Linked DNA regions of Mus musculus: region 2 is linked to region 1. A link is a contact called in public HiChIP or PLAC-seq data. All regions are on one chromosome and are shown on one strand. The core of a region is the stretch at or near the end of the contact, and the rest is flanking DNA. Distances in the headings are between cores, read along the strand shown.

Evidence for each region. HiChIP or PLAC-seq counts read pairs in DNA pulled down with a chosen protein or histone mark.
Region 2: a contact with region 1 is called in an H3K4me3 HiChIP or PLAC-seq map of forebrain, with 5 times the contacts expected there. The contact joins two enhancer-like sites. A contact is called at or near these places in 6 of 115 datasets of contacts at active chromatin or transcription factors (astrocytes, embryonic basal ganglia, embryonic forebrain and 3 more).

Annotation. Positions count from the first base shown.
Region 1 is chr4:139,924,260-139,927,597 of GRCm38.p6, reverse strand. The region is part of intron 3 of Gm1667 (a long non-coding RNA gene); the gene reads right to left. It overlaps 4933427I22Rik (RIKEN cDNA 4933427I22 gene), which reads left to right. Exons shown (of 3, transcript NR_045159.1): 3 at 378-1,487. Among named protein-coding and RNA genes, the nearest start is that of Gm1667, 15 kb to the right of the region's middle. Within about 2 kb of position 1,582, at least 58 of the 459 cell types and tissues checked have an H3K27ac peak or open chromatin away from gene starts, as enhancers often do. A contact at or near this core is called in forebrain, where this site is marked.
Region 2 is chr4:140,639,885-140,643,222 of GRCm38.p6, reverse strand. The region is part of intron 1 of Arhgef10l (Rho guanine nucleotide exchange factor (GEF) 10-like); the gene reads left to right. Among named protein-coding and RNA genes, the nearest start is that of Arhgef10l, 24 kb to the left of the region's middle. Within about 2 kb of position 1,787, at least 19 of the 459 cell types and tissues checked have an H3K27ac peak or open chromatin away from gene starts, as enhancers often do. A contact at or near this core is called in forebrain, where this site is marked.

The DNA.
Region 1 (3,338 bases), core at 333-2,832:
CTTCCCCCTTCTCAGAGAAGGGGAAGGAGGAGTGGAGGGAGGGGCTGTGTGTGGGGGGGGGCTGGGAAGAGGGTGCTGTGATCAGGATGTAAAGTGAATTAATTAATTAATTAATTAATTAATTAATTAATTAATGAAAAATAAAAGAGGCCTGTGGGACCTGGGAGGCCAGCTGCACTATGGTTAGGCAGCCTTCAGGGTCAAAGAGCACAACCGATTTTCAGTGCTGCCTGTGGAGAGCAGACAAGGGCTTAGTCTAAGGCAGCTTCAGATGCCCCCTGGATCTCTGATGAGGCCTGAGTTATCCATCACAAAGAACTGTGGGCCATGTCCCTCCCTCCTCCAACTTATGAATCTGTGTGTGCTTCTTTCTATAGGTGTGAGGACGGACGTGGCCAGGGGTCACCTGTCTCTGCATCTTGGGCCATTCAGAGCTCCGGGCCAGGTCATTGTGAAGAGCTCCACTTCTCTGTAGGCCATTATGGTGAAAAGGAGTTTAGCAGACAAGGGCTCAGGACACGCCCCTTCTGTGCCCAGGCAGAGTGTGATGTCATCAGCAAAGCCAGCATGTATGTTGGGGTCAGAGGACAGGGTGTCAACTCTCACCTCTTCACCTTGTTTGAGACCGTCTCTCTGCCGGTGTGTGTGCTAGGCTACTGAGGATTGCCCTGTGTCTGATTCCGGTTCCCCAGTAGGGATTACATATGTCTGCACGGTTGCATCTACCGTGGGCTTTGGGGGTCTGAACTCCAGCTGTCAGGCTTACATGTCAATCACTTTGTCTCCTGAACCATCTCCCCAGCCCCATACTCCTCACCCTTGCTTTGATGGTCATCAAGCCCTTGGTAGTGGTCACCTGACTCTAAGTCCTAGTCTCTTTGCAGTAGGGTTCTCCCTTCCGTTGAATGCACTGCGTGGATTTTCCCTGTTTTCCCGCGGTTGGACTCCAGGGCCTTGTGCATAAGAGGCAAGCACTCCAACTCCGAGACACTGCCCTCGATGGCTGGCTCTGAATCAGATCGATAACCAAATACAGGCATCCCCATCTCTAAAAACCTTCTGAGATTGCATCGGAGAGAATGGAAGGCGCCTCCGCCTCCGTAGTTTAAACAGAAGGAGTTTTGCCTAGCAAAGGAGCATTAGCAGCCCTCAAACCTTCGAGACGGGAGAAGCAGGCTGTGAGCTGAGCCTTAGGGAAAACCTCCAGTCCCCAGAATCCTTCTGGGTCCCCTCCACCGTTACCAAGGAAACCAACAAATTGGGAAGCTCCTTAAGCATACCAAGCCAGTAAAAAGAGAAGCGCGCACCCCATTTCTCTTCCTATTTAAACTCTTTCCAAGCCCAGTCCTGTTCGTGTGACTCTGGTTGGGGAAGACTGAATCGCATCTGAAAGTCTTCCTTGCAAGAGGGTTATAGGGAAATTGGTTTTCTTTTCCTGGCTTCTTGGTATAAAAAGGCACGCGTGAAGGAGGTTGGAATAAATGTTGAACAAGAGAGCGCGCCGCATCCTCCTCGCCGCTAATCTCTCCACATCTGAGCGGTTCTTTTCTTGAAAGCCTCAGTCAGAAACCGGCTTTGAGCTCACTGAGAGGACGTTTGTCTGTTCAGCTCCACCGGGGGCTTACGGAGTGCGCTTGTTGGGTGGGTGGGGGCGGGGGCTGTTTAAAGCTGCCGCTGAGATGAAGGAAGCTGGGCGTGCTTCCTGCTGGAGTTCCTGGGCTACAAAGGGGCACAAATAAATAGAAAAGAAGCAAAGAAAACAGCAGGAGACAGTACTGTGGGAGGATGGGAGACAGCTCCGTGCAGGGAGTGCTTCCTACAGGCGCCAGCTGAGTTGAGTTCCGAGCCCCAGCTCTGTAAAAGTAAAAGGCAGGGCGGGTGTGACAACGCAAACTCCGAATCCCAGCTCTGGGGAGACTAAGATAGGAGAATCCTTGGGGCATAATGAGCAGCCTGCCTGACTAAACCAGTGAGTTCCAGGTTGAGCGGAAAGACCCTGTCTCAAAACTAGAGCCAGAGAGATGACTCGGTGGTTAAGTGCCCTGGCTGCTCTTGTACCCGACTCCGGTTCAGTTTCCAGCACCCACAGCGCAGCTCACAACCATCTGTAACTCCAGTTCCCGGGGATCCAACGCCCTCCTCTGGCCTCTAGAGGTACTGCACGCACGCGGTACACTGATATCCAGGCCAGTCAAAACACCACAGGCATGAAATAGTCTCTGCTATGGAGATCTCCCGTTTACTTCCAAAGCTTAAGACAGGGTTTCCGGGTCTGAACAGCCCAGCCCACAGGGGTGGCTATGAACCTCATCCAAGCCCACATCCTCCTGCCAAGTAAGGAGGGCTGCATCGTTCCCAGGACAGGCCCAGGTCATAGAGAGCAGGATTGCTGTCCTTCCCTGTCACAGGTCTGCCTCCTTGCTGAGGTAACTCAAGGTCTTGAAGTTCTGAGTCCCTGTTTGGCATTGCACAACAGCATCTTTATCCCAGCCTTGGGGGAAGTCCAGAGTCTCCTTGGCCGCTTCTACCTCCTCCATTCAAGGTGTGTCTGTCCTCTTTCTCATCAGAGCCCCAGCACAGTGGCTGCTAAACTTGGAGCTTTCTTTTGTTTGGGGAAGGGGACAGTGAACAAATGGTGTGTGTATATGCGTGCCCACACACGTGTGCATGAGTGTGCATGTGTGTCTGAGTGCGTTCATGTGTGTACATATGTGAGTGTGACTGTGTGCATGTCTGTGTATGTCTCTGTAAGTGTCTGTGTTTGTTCGTGCTTATGTGCATGCGTGTGTGTGTGTGTGTGTGTGTGTATGTGCATGTGAGTGTGTGCATTTGAATGTGCTTGTGTGTGTGTGTCTGTTTGTCTCTGTGTGTTCCTGTTTGTAGACTGGTATGTGTGCAGGGGTGTGTGTGTGTGTGTGTGAACATTCAAGGAGGCCAAATATAGATATCAAATGTCTTTCCTGACTTGTTCACCCTATTTTTTAGGACGAGGGACTTGAAGCTTGAGAATCTGACTCTGCTGGCTGACCAGCAAGCCCCTGCCTCAGTATCCCCAGCACCAGGACTATAGGCATGCACTGTAGGGCGCAGCTTTTGTGCATGTCCTGAAGATGGGAACTCAGAGCCTCCTAGTTGCAAGGGAAGTACTTCACCGACAGAACCAGCTCCAGGCTGTTTCATTCTGTGTTGAGACTGTGTTAACTTGGACACCCAAACTAGACAAGGCCAGTGAAAGATGCTGATTTAATTTAAGCTCATACTTCTACGTGGGTCCCAGTATTCCAGATAAAATACCAACAAATTGCGGGAGCTGGAGACATGGCTCGGATGGCAGCGTG
Region 2 (3,338 bases), core at 538-3,037, 720 kb before region 1:
TCTGATCCTGTAGCCTCCCGGGTCCTGGGATGTCAGGTGTGTGCCATCATGCCTGCTTTATGCATTGTTGGGGATGGGACCTGGGGCCTTGTAGGGTCTAGACAGGCACACTACCGACTGAGCCTTGTCTCCAGCCCCGTAAAGCTTTATTTATTTTAAATGTTAAGTTTTAAAAGTTGAGTAGGGCCGGGCAGTGGTGGCACATGCCTGTAATCCCAGCACTTGGGAGGCAGAGGCAGGTGGATTTCTGAGTTCGAGGCCATCCTGGTCTACAGAATGAGTTCCAGGACAGCCAGGACTGTACAGAGAAACCCTGTCTTGAAAAACCAAAAAAAAAAAAAAAAAAAAAAAAAAAAGAAAGAAAGTTGAGTTGGGGCTTCATGTGGGAGCAGTGAGATCCCTGAAGAAGTTAACATCCCAGGTTAACAAAGGATGATGAAATTGAAGTGATCAGCTAAGGGAGAAGGCTGTCAGTCCTGGGAAAGGGCTAGAAAACAGCAGTGAAGCGAGGCTGTGTTAGCTGTAACACATGGGGCAAAAGCACCTGTGGAAGGAAGGGCTCACAGTTTGAAGGTGCACAGTATTTGGGCTCACAGTTTGAAGATGCACAGTCCATCACAGCGGGAAGGCTTGCAGGCAGGAGCTAGAGGCAGCTGGTTACATTGTATCCACAGTCAGGAAGCCGAGGGATGCTGCTGGTTTTCAGCTCAATTTTATCCTTTTCCTTGCTGACTGGAACCTGAGCCCCTGAGATGGTGTCACCCACAATGGGGGGGGGGTGTCCACGATCTTGTGTGTGTGTATGTGTGTGTGTGTCCTCTCCTCAGTCAGCCTCTCTAGAAAGACCCTTGTAGATGGACCAGAAATAGGGCTCCTGGGGTTCTCTGCAATCTGTCCAGTTGAACATCAAGGTCGCCCATCACACATGTTCAGTAGGCCTCTTAGGCAGACAACATTCCTCTGCTTCCTGTTTAAGGGAGAGAGATTTATGTCCCTGTCACAAAGGGAAATGTAGGCCCTGCTTGTAGACAGAAGGGAGCAGGCAGAGACACTCCTGTCCCCTCTGCTTGCACAGGGCTGTCCCCCTGCTTGCGCAGGGCCTTTAGATCAAAAGAATTCTTACACCAGAATGACATATTTTTAGGTAACATTCTTTTTACTTATGCCTTACATGAATTTCTTTAGCGTGTGTGTGTGTGTGTGTGTGTGTGTGCGTGTGTGTGTGTGTGTGTGTCTTGATGCTTTTGTGGATGTCAGAGACAAACTAGAGGTAGTCAAGTCTTTTTCTTCTACTACTTGGGTCCTGGGGATTGAGCTCAGGTTGTCAGGCTTGGTGACAAGTGCCTTGGCATACTGAGCTTTGATGACAGGCTCACAACAGATGGCAGATGGCATTGTAATGGTGGGAGTGTTTGCCAGAGAGGAAAGAAACTGGGAGAAACTGAGATCTCACAGTCCCTTCCCAGGGCAGGCAACAACAACCACCTCAGGATATCAGCTAGATCTCACCTCCCCACCTCTGTGATCCGTTAAGCAGTAGCCTGTCTGCTGATAATTTATCTGAGACACTTGGACTGAGTGGCCACGACTTGGAGGCATTTGCCTGGGTATCCAGGGCTGAGGGCCAGACTCAGGGTAGGGAGGCCATAGTTTCAAGTCAGTGGAGGGGATAAATGGATGGAGACAGCGTGGGAGTTCAGGAAGGTTTGAGCCATACACTGGCACACATGCTCTGTGCTCCACCTACCTCAGTCTCCGTGAGTTGCCATAGTCACTTGAAGATTTTAGCAATCTGCTGGGCGAGGCTGTAGGCTCCCTGGGCCATGGGGAACCAGGGTATAGGTTCAGGTTGTGCCAGGGAGCTTGGATAAGCGTGGGATCAGGGTTATGTGTCTGAGATAGAATCAGCTAGAATTGCAAACTAAGACTTTATGCAGAGGGCGGGTGGAGGGAGGAAGAAATCAGGTGACTTGTAGATTTTTCTTTTGTATACATGGTTGGTGGCAGTGTTAGTGAATGCGCCAGTTTGTGGGGGAGTTGAGGGATGGCTTGGGGGGGGAACGGGATTTGGTTCAGCACGAGGTCACATTTAGAGGTTTGCGCAGGGGCCACATGAGAGTCTGGGAGCCCACTTGTGAGGAACCTGACCTGCATGCAGTTCTAGGGTTGGGATCTGGGAAGATCAACCCTAAGTCAGAGGTGCAAGCATTATTCTGGCTGTGTAGCCAGGAGAGGCTCCCACCACGCCCAGCTGTGTAAAGGGAGGTAGGGCAGCAAGCTACCTTGTCCGTGACCTTGGTGACCTCCTTCGGTCTTGCCAAGAGGTTGCCAGAAGTGTGCAGAGGTCCATCTGTCTGACGCCTGTCTAGTTAGCGCCTTCTGGATACAGGCGCAGATGCAGAGCAGAGATTCGCAGCTGAGGAGGGGGTAGGAGAGCAAGGGGAGGCTGGGGGAGGACTCTGACCACTCATGGGAGACCTCCGAGTCACCTGGAAGGACTTTGGGGCCGTTCAAATGTTTGGGTCCCAAGGGAATGCACAATCAGAATTTTCATCCCGAGGACCTATTGGGTGAGGAGGAAGAGGAGGAGACACAGGAAACCCTTTGAAGCTGGTACAAGCCCCCGAGGACGAGCCTGGTGTCTGAATCTTGCTTGCTTCCTCCTGTTCACTGCTCAGTTCTTTTTTTATGAAGGAGGAGTTCAGAGACTCAGAGAGGTTAAGCAACCTGCCCAAGGTCACAGAGCCTAAGAGGGTGGATGAAACACGCTTTCTCAGGTGCAGACGCAGGAGATTGAGTAACCTCAGGGAGGGGCTCACAGGACAGATCTTTCAGCCTTGAACTTTGTCTTTGTAGTCTCCCGGGCCTCTGGTGATGGGAAGCAGGGCGTGGGTCTTCCCGGAGCCACTTACTTGGTCGGATTGAAAGCTTTCAGGGCGTCAGTTTCTTGGAGTGTCCGGGAAAACCACATGGGTCAGGTCCAGGATTTGATTAACCCGGGTCACATGAGGCCATGGAGGGAGGTTGCCCCATGGGGAGCTGTGTTTCAGAGATGGCAAGCCCACACCTCATGTGGGGATGACAAGATGTCAGGCAGGTCTCAAGGACCCGCCCACTCTGAGTACAGCCTCTGTGGGCAAGCCACGCCCTATAGAGCCCCAAAGCAGGGAGACATGAACGGGGCCTACAGGGCTGGAGTCCTAACCACGGGCATCACGTCCCACCTCGGGCACCGCGTTCCACCATGGGCACCGCGGCTCACCATGGGCACCATGTCCCACCACGGGCACACCGTCCCACCACTGGCACCACAGGCACCGCGGCCCATCATCTGGTTT